Linked DNA regions of Anser cygnoides: region 2 is linked to region 1. Evidence: chromatin contacts called from public Hi-C data. All regions are on one chromosome and are shown on one strand. Each heading gives the region's core, a stretch centred on a gene start, on an enhancer-like site or on the middle of the called end of the contact. The rest is flanking DNA. Distances are from core to core; before and after follow the strand shown. Region 1 holds the start of RXRG (retinoid X receptor gamma). Region 2 overlaps RGS8 (regulator of G protein signaling 8).

Region 1 (5,813 bases), core at 584-3,083:
GGGCGCAGCAGCTCAGGGCAGGGAAGTCTTGCAGTCTGTGGGCACTGGGGCAGCAAACCGGAGTGCATCTGCAAGGTCAGTGGTAGGGCTGAGAGGACCTGGAGCCCTGCACTACTGCTCTGGGTGCTGGACGGTCCTTCCCGGGTAAAAGAAAGGGGAGTTTGGCTCCATCTCACCCATGGCAGTTTAAGGATGGAAGAGGGGAAATGCCTGTTGTGAGAAGAGACAGCAGACAGCTTTCGGGGTTTCTCTGGTTCCTAGAGAGGCCCAGAGCTGATGCCACAGGGTGCCTCGTCTTTCCATGTCTCTTTTCTCACGTCCTGGCTCCAATCTGGACATCCCTACAGGGTTTCACGTCCATGAGAACATGAATTTGGGGAATTTGCTGCCTTTTCAGATTAGGAGTTCCCTGAATATGCAAGCAAAGTCAAACCAGCACTTTGACATCCCTGCTAGCTCTGTCTGCCTGGACTCCCTGGGGCTGTTTCTCCTGTGGGAGATGTCCCAGTGGTTGGCACTGATGTGGAAGAGGCTTTGTGGTCCACCTTGGCTTTAGCAATGCTCTGTTTGATGATCTGAGGGGATGACAGCAATGCAGGGCCTCTGGTTTCTGAAAGCCTCTGGAAGGAGAAGTCTCAAGATCACTTTGCACTCTGGGACCTGCGTGCTTTGTTGCTGTAAATATGGAGAAATCCAGGAGAGGGAGGGGTTTACAAACCCCTCACAGCTCTGACTCATCCCCCAGAGGAATATTCTCGGTGCGGTGTGCTGGGCCGGGCAGCACACGGCGTACGGGATGGGGCAGCACAGTCGGTGCAATCCTGCCCTCCGCAACCCCGGCGATGTTGACACAGCCTGGAGGGGAGCACAGAGGAGATGAGTTCCCGAGATTATCAGTGCAGACAGGGGAGAGGAATGTTGTTTGCTTGTAGCTCCTCTCCATCTGCTCGTAGCTCCTCTCCATCAGGACTAGCAAAATCGAAACGCGGAGGGAAGATGCAGGCAGACGCCCACGCAGGGTTTGAGAGTGTAACAGAGATAAGCAGGCACAGAGACAGAGCCAGGGGCTCAAACTTCAGCACAAGAAAAACTGGTTGCAGCACAGGCTGGTTGTCTTCTGAAAGCCTTCTGGAGACAAGGGTCTGTCCAGGTCACCTGTACACAGCCAAGGACATGGCGCAGGAATGCATGTAGGACATTTCTCCCCTGTCACCTGCCCCCACAGTCCTCAGACAGCTTCTCTGAGGCAAAAGCCAGCTATGCCTGGTCTCCCCCGGAGTCCAGCAGCAAGGTGGCTAGCACCATTACTTTCCTAACTGCAAAGTTTTTTATCTTGTAGAGTGAGGATGTTTGCAGATGGGAGAAAAAAGGGCACCTGGCAGAGAGAAAAGAAGAGAGGAGGAGGAAAGCAGAACCGAGATGGGCGACTTATGGAGCTGTGATAAGAGTTCAAAGGACAGCAGCTATCGCAGTCTGAAGTCAGACAGGCTGGGTACAACCCAAGGCTGCTCATGATGGGATGACAGTTGTTTGCTTGGTTTTCTTCCATCAGAAGCCAGGTTTAGAAAAGGAATTGCTTCCAGGAGGCAAATTCTCAGCAGAGCTGCTTTGGACCATCTCCTTTGTGTCGCGCAGCCTTTCGCAGCCAGCCCTCCCCCCGGCATTGCAACACCTCCTGTTGTCCAAAGGGACAGGAGCCCAAGAGCAAACACAGGAAACCCCAGCCCTGGTCAAGGTCTGGGAGGTAAATTTGTAACTTAGGACAGATCGTGAGGATGCTGCTGTGTCATGCACAAACACTCCTTTCTTTCTGATCCTCTCCTTCTCCAACAGCCCAGCGTGGATGGGAGAGCTGATCCCAAACCTCCCTTCATGGTTGAGTCCTCTGAAGAGCCAGGACGCAGGTTGGAAATGCAGCCGGGCACGCAGGCTCCTTATTCCCTGGAGACGGGCTCCTTCCCTCACTTCTGTAAGTCCTTGCTTTGTCCTCGTGCGAATAGGTCGTGCTGAGCTGCAATGCGGGATGCCAGCTGGGCTGAGCCTCAATGGGAATTTAATTCAGGTGCAGGTTTTGGAAAGAAACCGCTCTACTGCTCTCTCCTGTTCCTTCAGCAATAGTTTCTTCTTGAGCTTGACGAGGAGAGGTACAGTTCTGATAGCAGGTGTAGGGGACTTGTCTTTGTGAGGCGCAGCCACGTGGATCTGCAGGAAAGTCAGTCTCAAGGATGGTGGGAGGGCTGGAGGTCAGGGCTTTCAAAGAAAGGCTGAGCAGCTACTGCTGCTCAGTGAGGAGAGGAGAGAGGAGCAGCAGAAGTCTTCAACACCAGGGGCAAGTTATAAAATGATGAACTTCTGATGTAGGAGGGAAGAAACAGGTTAGGCACTGGGAAGAACTATTTAACGGAGTGGAGGAGATATGAAGGGACAGCTGGGCTGGGGAGGAGGTGGCAGCTCCATCACTGACCGCCCCATGTCCTGATTTGGGGAGGAAGATGGGTGAGAGGAGCTTACCAGGTCCCTTCCAGACCTGTTTTCTGTGAGTCTGTGCTTTCCTCCTGAAGTGGAGGGCATTCAGGGTGTGGAAAGGGACACTGCACGTAGGGTTGAGGCCTGCAACGGCTCATATTAAAGGAGTTGTGGGGATCAGCTCATAAAGGTTAATAAAGGATGGGTGGAAGTTAAGCGTAAAGTTAGTCATGAATTTTCTTTGAGAATAAGTCTTTTAACAAAGGGCTGTTTCTCCAAAAACTGAAAGTCTCCTTGGATAAATATTTGGTCAAATGTATTTAATATGTGTGTGCATATATACATATACATTTCCATATATATGTGTATGTATGGAGAGAGAGAGAATTGATGTTGAGAATTCCACTAGAAATTGTCAAAATAATCTTGTTCATTTCAGATTTGTTTGAACCTAGTTTGTGTTTCGAACTGACCCAATGTATTTCACTACCTCCACTGCATGTGAGCTCTTTACGGTATATGTACAACCATATCCTGAGCACGGGGAATATATTGAGTTGCCTTTATATATTTCCAAGTCACATAAGATTTAAAACAGCAATGTCTCTTGCTTCTTGCTTAGTAAATATATGTCATGTATCCGTATCGATATGGAATTTAATTAGCATCAGATGATACATTGTTCGGATGATTCCTGTCTATCGGGTAAGCCAGTGGCACAACGCTGGAATCGATTTTCCTGGCCGTTAATAACAGCTGCAGCAGCAGGTGGACGCACTGTTTCGCCCAGGAATTATGGGGTGCTGCAAATAACCCCGATGTGGTGCAGCAGATAGGTGGGGGGTGCTGCTGGTGCTGCCACCCGTGTGCTCGGGCATGCAGTGAGTGCCCCAACCGAGGGCAGCCCGGTGCCAAGGCATCATCAGCCAGTCTCTTTGCACTACAGGGCTGAATCCTGGGAATCCAAACCCAAAGCTGGCCTGGGTGGGGATTGCCCCCAAAAGTCCAGGCAGAGCACAGCTGCCCTAGGTTTATCAGCTGCCTGCATGCCCCGCTGTCACCTACCTTTGCTAATGTCTGCCCTGAAGGTTTTAGCACCATCGTCTGCAAGGTGAGCCAGGAAAGAAACCAGATGTGTTCCTTCTGTCGAGCTTCCTGCCCTGCCTGGGACAGGGCTTGGCACCCTGTGACCTGCATGGCCTGAATCCATCAGTTTTGCAAGATTCCCTGCCTTTTTACGGGGGTGATTCACTGTATACTTGAGAAACTGCAAGTATATTCCTGGGTGCTGACGGCTCCGTTTCTTACGGAACCCTGGACAAATAGGTGTGCGTGTAAGTGAAGGACAGGGAGCGGTGTCCAAGGCTCAGAGACCTAAAGAGCTGATTTGTATCATGAGAGCCAGAAAGCCCTCAATCCCACTGGCCTGCTCTCATCCCTTGGGATGAAGGAAGCCTGCCTGGTGCTCGGCCCCAGTCCCAGTCTCAGGCTTTATCCCCAGCCCCTGTTGTCAGAAAACGAGCCATGAAGGATTCGTCACTGGCTACAGCCAACAGAGCCCAGAGTTGAAGTCTTGCGTGCGCTGCCAAAAACAGCTTGCAGGTACTCACAGGTTGGCCCCTTCCACTCTGCATCTGTCAATAAAGTGCGTGTCCTCCCCCCCCCGACTTTTCCCAGCTGACCTTTTGAAGCACGGCTGCGGGTTCTGCCCCCTCTCCCCTTTGACAGCTCTGAAAATTCACCCTGAACTTTGTGGTGATGACTGGTTTATGGCAGGGACCAGCAGCCTTCCCTGGGTGCAGGGCTGGCCTGCCTTTGTCTTCCTTAAAGCTGAACTCACGCATGCCTGAAAACACTTCAGGGAGATGCTGCCTGTTCAGGGGACAAAAGGGTCCTCTTCAGCTGGTGAAGCTTGGAGCTGGCTTTTGCATGAGGAAGAAACTTCTGCGTTGAAGTTTGGGAGCCAGGAGATCACTGCTGACTGAAATAAAAGGAGCAAATGCTGCTGCTGCTACTTTCCTGTAGTTCTGGTGACCTTCTGGAGAGAAAACTTATTGCTTGACCTGTTCCTTGCAGCAGAGAGGGAACAGTAAAAGTCCTTTAATTCACTTATGAGGAGCAGGTTTCTCCTAGGCTGGACCTAGAGTGATGTAGTAGGGACTCCTGCAGTAGGAAGGGGGCATTTCTGTGAGAGTTTCTTGCAGGTATTTTGAGCCTTGATCTACTCCAGCTGGCAGCTCAGGGTGGGCCTCCCAAGGGCTTTTTTACCCAGAGAAGAAGATGAGAGGGTGGTTTGGAGGTAGAGTTTCCTTCTGCTGTGGTGTCTCTGCTTGGTTTCTCTCCTTGCTCCCACTGCAGTGGCTAGCTGGGGCAATTCAGAAGCTGAGCTGGAAGTCCTCACTGTGTGCCCTGTGCGACGCCTGGCTCTGCTCTTCTTGAGAGTCTTTTGCTTGTGCTGAGCAGCATCTTTCAAGTAGGTTCCCTTGGGAAAGGGGCAAGATGGGGTAGTAGGGTGGTACCTTGTGGCCCATCCACATGTGTGACAGCAAGGGTAGAGAGGAAATTTCTGGGAAACAGCAATATTACAAAAAAATGAGAGCAAAACTGGAAATGCCAGGATGGAGAGGCTCAGTCTGGCATAGTGACGTGTTGCTGGGCCCTGCTTTCTCCAGAAGCATTGATGGATCCTGAAGGAGACATTTTGGGGCCAGGTATGGGGTTGTCTGTTACCTGAGAGCAGAGTCAGAAGTGATGGCCACAGGGCAGGGAGGCCAGGCTGCTCCATACCCAGCTGGCGGAGGTTCTGCACCTTTGGGACTTTTACAAGGGTTTTTTTTCCTGTGCTTACTGGTGTAGTTTGTATCGCTGTGGCCGTACATACGTATTTATGACGTAAAACCTCTGTTTTCTGTGCTTTGAGGAGGAGAAACGTTGCATTGCAAATCTTGTGGAGGAAGCTGTGCTCAGAGACCGATTGAGACTTGGGGGTGGATCCTCCTCCCATTGGCACCAACCCTGCTGGGCTTGAGGGCACCGAGTCGGAGTGCACGAGGGAGCTGGGGCTCCTTTTGCAAACAAATAAGAGCACGCAGTCCCTCAGCACCCTGAGGAGTGCGTGGTGCGTGTGTCGCGAGCACAGAGCAGACAAAAGTTGCTGGGGGATCTGTCTGCTTTGAGGTGCTGCATCACCCTGGGGTACTCAGCTGAAAGGAGAGGGTCTGAGCGAATGTCTCCTGCTGGCCCTTGGTGTGGGAAGCAGCAAGGTTATAGGAGGATAGAGCCGTGTGTTGGGAGGAAGGCTGCTCTGCAGGGGCAGCGAACGGGTTAAAGCGCAGCAATTCCGCCCA
Region 2 (5,847 bases), core at 442-2,941, 530 kb after region 1:
ACTTGTTATGGCTGACAACCCGTCCTTTCAGTAGTCTCGGTAAGCACTGCAAATGAGCAGATCAGCATTTCCCTTGGTCCTCCTCATATTAATAATGTACATGGGGGATAATCACAGGAACAGAAAGACCTGTTGGAAAAAACGTTCAGAAGGCCAAAATGTTTAATGTTTTATTTTTTTTCACTGTAGTTGTTAAAAAAAAAAAAAAAGCTCAAGAGAAGGAAGTGAGAGACTAGCACTGTTGGTAGTAACAACTAATAGTGAGATCTCAGCATAGAGAAAAAACATATTCAAGGGTGTTCTTGGGAAACTGGGTGGTCTCAGGCTGTCTGGGTGTCAGGAATTTTATTAAAGAGCTAGCTGAAGTGATTTCAGAATCATTTATGGTCTCTCTGACAAATTACGCTGGATAGGTGAGGAGCACCCGAGTGCCAAAAAGGTCATGCAGTCTCTAGAAATAATAGAGGGCCAAGGTAATTACAGATCAGTTTAATTATCCTTTGCAGAAGAAAAAAAAAAAGAAACAAAAGCAGTCTGGAAGGTGTTGGACAAGTAAAGCAAAGCAAAATAAAAGGTCTTCTTGCTATGGGAGAGGCAGTTCATGACAATATGCTAGGTCTTTTTGGCATAGTCGTACCTAATGCTGGCTCTAAATGAAACCGGGTACAAAACGGTTGGATGATGCTAAAATGATGTATTTCAGGTGATTGTCCCAGAAACGTTTCTTTCAGTCTTGGGTGGTAAATAAAGAATGGAGCTTCATGTACTGATTATGTGAAGCTAGTGCAGATTTGGTAGCTGGAGAATCTGTAGGTTATTGGGAGAGGAATACAGCTAGGGTTCAAACCTTGACAAATGGAGAAACTAGGAGGCCATACAACAAAGATAAAAGCAGGTTGCTTCACTTAGAGGGGAGAAAATCAGCTCTATAGGCAGCATCAGAGGGGCGGCTGTTCTGACAGTAGAAACTGCTGGTGTTTATACTGGGTCAGAAGCTAAACATGAGTCAACAAAACTTGTCCTGTTGTGAAAAAGCAAATATCGTGCTGGGGTGTAAACAGAAATGCAGACAGCAAAACACGTGTTGCAATCTCTTCGTTCCGCTCAGCGTGATGCGGTTTCGGCTACAGTACCTGAATCGGGGGCTGGAGCTGTGCCCTTGAAGAGAACGTGTGTGCTGCTGTAATTCCTCGATCTGTGCTTCTGGGCTGGCAAGAGCAAAACTGCTTGCCTGCTGCCTCATGACTTGGGTGTTGAATGATTCCCACTGAAACAGAGCTGTTTTCTCCTGCTTGAGAGCGGGGAAGGCAGGCTGATGCGAGAGTGCTCTGTGGGGAAATTGGGTTCCCTCTCTGGTGTCACGTGCTGCTTTCCCAAAGCTTGATTCCTGGCCTCTGCAGGGTTCATGAGGAGTGACCTGTTATGCTCTTGTCCTTTGGCAGTTAGTTTTTTATTTGGCCACTCGGCTGTCTTGTTTAGCAGATGTTGATGTTTTCCAAGAGGGCTATTGCATGCGTGGCTTCAAATAGTGTCGGGCAGTGTCTTTGCAAAGGCAGATGTGCTAGGTGTAAATTCCTGAAATACAGCCCAGTCTCTCTGGGTCACCTTGTTCGGGCATCTTTAGTCATGCATAGAGAGACTGCAGGCAGGATGTGCACAACCTGGCTAATAAATACAGCTTGATGGCTTTAACACGTCATCTGCTACACTCAGCATTAGTATGCGTCCACCCTCCTCTCCGTAAGCCATCCACAGAGTCTTCGCTGGCCACATAGGCATTGCCAGGAGGGAAAGGGTTGGTCTGGGTGCTCCCTGCAGCAGATCCCTAGTGGAACAGGCAGATCCCATTGCTGTTTTTCACCTCCGTGATTACTTCCTATAGAATTTTCAACGTTTGTGTTTTTCCTCTTGACTGAGCTACTGACTTTCGCTGTTGTAACAGTCCTGTAACTGTTTTATCTTGCATAGCTCTGTTTTATGGCTTTTCCCACAGCTTAACAATTTCCTCCCCCAATTTTAGAGAGCTGGGCTGCGTTGAAGCTAGGTCATTGGACACTGTTGAACCTCTTCAAGGAGAGGCAGAAGGCTACAGAGGATTACACCATCCCCGATCCTGGAGGCAGTGTTTCTGAAGACTAAACAGCTAGCAGTGTTGATGTGAGTGATGGGTTAGGTGGCAGGGGAGGGAATAGGTAAGAGCCAACCTCAAGCACCAGATCCAGCCCCATCCCACTGCTGGTGTTGGGTCTGAGGCCGCATTGCCTGCCTTCCTAGTCCCACAGGAGACAGATCTTCCAAACTCCTGGCTGCTTAAAAGGGACTTTGTTGCCTCACAGTGTGGTTCTGGGTTTTGCTGGGCTGCAGTGCTAGACATCTGAAAGAGGAATTAATCTGCAGGTGCTTAGTTGGAGCTAGCATGTGGCTTTCCAGGCACGCAAGCCAGTTCTCAGGGTCAAATGGCTGGACTGTGCTGATTGATCTTAGCCAGTGTCATGAGAACATCTAAACGCAACACTCTGGGCACCGAAGGGGGATGACTTGGCAAAGAACAAGAGGCCCAAGAAACAAATGGTACCCAGATCGCACCATCTTTCACAGAGGGCAAAGGCATGCACGTCTCCTCTGCAAGCACACCGCTTCTTAAACAGGGGCTCAGCAGTTTTCCCAGATGTTAGCTCACTAACAAAAGGGCTAAACAAACAGCAACAGATGGCAAGTCCCCTGTTGTTGTGCACCGCAAAGCCAGATGATGACTCCAAAATGCATTTTGCAGAGTTGCTGCTCGCAGTGGGTTAGTTTGAACGAGCAATGAGCTACAGCCAGAGGAAATGAGAGAGCAGCAGGAACATTGTTATATCCTTCTCAGCTGTGATTAGGAAAGAGTACTGGAAGATGATGGCTCTCCTCTGGGCTCTGTGTGTTAACACTGCAGCAAGGGTAAATACAGAATTAATGGGAGGGTTGGTTTTTTTTAAGACTTTCTCCAGAAACTCTTTACAAAGAGTATTGCTCCCAGGAGCATTTACATTAGAAGAGACAGAGGTTATTTTGAGAGTCCTTTCCCAAAAGAGCTCTCTGTTATGTGATGTTCTAGCTAGAAAGACCTTCTCCAGAGGGTCTGATGCCTTTGTTGTTGATGCCTTTGTTCAGTACTGCCCCTGGCTTGGACTCTGCTTAAAGACAGTGAAAACCCTGGCTCGCCAACCTCTCTGGAAATAATTCCCTGCTACTTTCAGGTAGGTGTCCAGGAACACGGCCCCAAGATCAGGGACAAGTGGCTACACAAGCAGTTAAAATTCAATGCTTTTTGTCTTGGTTTCCCTATGAGAGCAAATTTACATTTCCTTCCATTTTCAAGGTCTGTTAGTCACTCTGGCTTTACCAGAGTCCCAGGGTCACAAACTCAAAGCCATAGAAATAGCACTATTATGCAGTTTCCCACCGATGCCAGCACTACCCTGTAGCAATATCTGGAGCTAAAAGACCTTTCGGTGTGTGGGACATCTGAAAGACACCTGAATGACTAGCTCTGTTAATATTTCCATGTCATTCCATGACACAATTCAAGTATGGCAGTGTGTGTGTGTATAAGGGGAGAGAACTGTTGTGGGTAGGTGGACTATCAGTGAAGCTGTCTGGCCCCTGCAGGAACCGGGATTTCTGCGGTGGATCCAAGCCATCAGATTTTACATCCAGGAGCTGCTAATGTCAGTAATGGCATTTCTCCAGCCGCCTGCTTCGAAAGATGCCTGGGTTTTGTTTATGCACAAGGGACTCGTGTTTTGTGAGTGCCCCATCCACCACAGGGGATGTCTCTGTGAGCAGAGGCCCGGCACTAATGCCATCCTGCATGGCTGTGAATGAATTCACCCTTTATTCAGCATTACCCACCCCTGCTGAGCTGCGAGCTCTGCACTGCGCGCAGGCATACACGGACGCTGCCGTTTGCAGTGCTTGTTCAGCCGGGCTTCCACACCCCGGTGCCTCTAATCCTGGACAAAACCTGGGCCACGGAGGAGAAAACACAATGAGACTTCTATTCTTAGCCTGCAAGGCCTCAGAGCTGGTTCTCTGGGGTGTAGGGTGATGAATATGCAGTTGCTGGAGCTCTTGACAAAGCAGGGTGAGTAGCGGTGTTTGTCGTTAGTGCTGTACATATGCTCCTCTCTCATTGGATCTGTAACCTTCACTGCAGCTTTTCACAGTTACATAAATATGGCCTATTTTCCCTGCGAATTAACATCTTGCCTGCTAAGTTTAGGCTTTCACATGCATACAAAACAAGCCATCTGATTTTTCACATGCAGCTGGAGTCCTGGCTCAACTGGGAGAAGCGGTCCCTGCCCGTACAACGCCTTCACGGTGGTGATGAACGATGGTGCCGAGTGTCCCCCTGCGAGTGGCACAGCCCTGTGAAGTCCTGGACATCTCATTGCAAACACCATCCGAGGTGCCTTGTCCTTTCCCCCGGGGAAAGTCAGACCCCAGCTGTGTGGCTGCGAGGATGCCGGAGGGTCTGCCTTCCTGGCAGGCTGTGAGGCTTCCTGCATGTCCTGGAGACTGGAAGGTTGGCTGCATGCTTTGGAGCACAGAGCAGATGGTTGCTCACTACCCAGAAAATACAGATGTGGTTGTCTTTTTTTTTTTTTTTCCCCTACACAAAGCTGGCTTTTTCCCCCCTACTAAAAATGCACTGGGAGATTGTGCTACAGTATCTGTAGAAAAAAACAGCCCTGTAGAGAATGGATGTCACTAAGAAATCTCCCAGCCCTGGGGTGTAAGAAAACTGATTTACGTCTGCTGAGACTCTGGTTGGATTTATTACTGAAGTACTATAGATGTGCAGGACTGTAGGGGGTACGCAGGAATCTGTTCTCCAGTGATATTACTCCCTTCTTCAGCCAGCCTAAAGGGATCCAGCCCTGCTGCTGCTGGGGTCTGTCTGTGGTGGGGCAGTGGTCAGGGTTTAGGCATAGTGTCAGATCTCAGCTTCTTAATTCCGTTGCAGGGGAAGTAAGGAGACATGGTTGTGGGTCCTAAAATGATCGCCCCTGGGCCAGTGCATCTGCTGCTATAGGCAGAAGAGGCCCTCCACAGGTGTGGATCCTCAGTGAGACCTTTTCTGTTCCAGGGTTGGTGGCGTGCTGTGACTTGAAATATATTCTGACACCTGGCAGCACAACCCCGCGAGGGAGCCGTTTCCTGGAGCTGGACACCAGAGTCCTGAGGCCAGCCCAACACACATTGTCTGGGTGCTGGATTTTGCTTAGTAGGGCCTGGTCCTGTCCTGCTCTGCTGTAGACGTGTGTGATCTCAGGTGAGTCTTAAAGGTGTACTGCAGAATACATATATATAGTCACTTAGAGACGGACCTGGCAGCACGGTATGCTCTCAGGTTAACTGCTGCGGAGGGTATTGGAGACTTTCTGTGCTCATAATTCAATGCATCACACCTATTGATTTTATTAGCAGTCAGCCGTGTGGCTAGATCTCCGTGTCTTTTCCGACAACCTTACAGTAAGGAGCTGTGATAAACAGGTGACTGGGAGTTTTCAGGGGAGGCCATAATACCTTAACCATCTGGCCTCTCTTTTAGTTTAATTCTGGCCAAACTGAGCACCCCAAGTAAAACCTCAGAATGGTAAGGCACTAGGACAGAAGAAGGGAGGAGATGTGGGATTTTTCAAAAGCTGACAGAGGCATTAGGCGCAAAGCTTTTTCTTCCCTGCAAGCTGGCCTGCACTTCTGAGCACATGATGCTTTTGAAAAGCGTGCTATTAAATATGTGGAATCCTCTTCAGGGATGATTAGGGCTAGATCTGTGAATTCCTGTCTTTTTGGGATTGT

Evidence for each region. A called contact is a pair of places that touch in the nucleus more often than the background predicts.
Region 2: a contact with region 1 is called in a Hi-C map of liver, with 1.6 times the contacts expected there. The contact joins the enhancer-like site here to the promoter of RXRG in region 1. A contact is called at or near these places in 2 of 7 Hi-C or Micro-C datasets (both in liver).

What each region holds. Positions count from the first base shown.
Region 1 is chr8:11,171,740-11,177,552 of Taihu_goose_T2T_genome, forward strand. RXRG (retinoid X receptor gamma) reads left to right here and starts at 1,834. Exons shown (of 10, transcript XM_013190163.3): 1 at 1,834-1,969. The coding sequence starts at 1,873.
Region 2 is chr8:11,700,095-11,705,941 of Taihu_goose_T2T_genome, forward strand. It overlaps RGS8 (regulator of G protein signaling 8), which reads left to right. Exons shown (of 14, transcript XR_010833128.1): 3 at 2,021-2,157; 4 at 3,151-3,236; 5 at 4,308-4,450; 6 at 5,132-5,317. Among named protein-coding and RNA genes, the nearest start is that of RGS8, 12 kb to the left of the region's middle. Within about 2 kb of position 1,692, at least 2 of the 3 cell types and tissues checked have open chromatin away from gene starts, as enhancers often do. A contact at or near this core is called in liver, where this site is marked.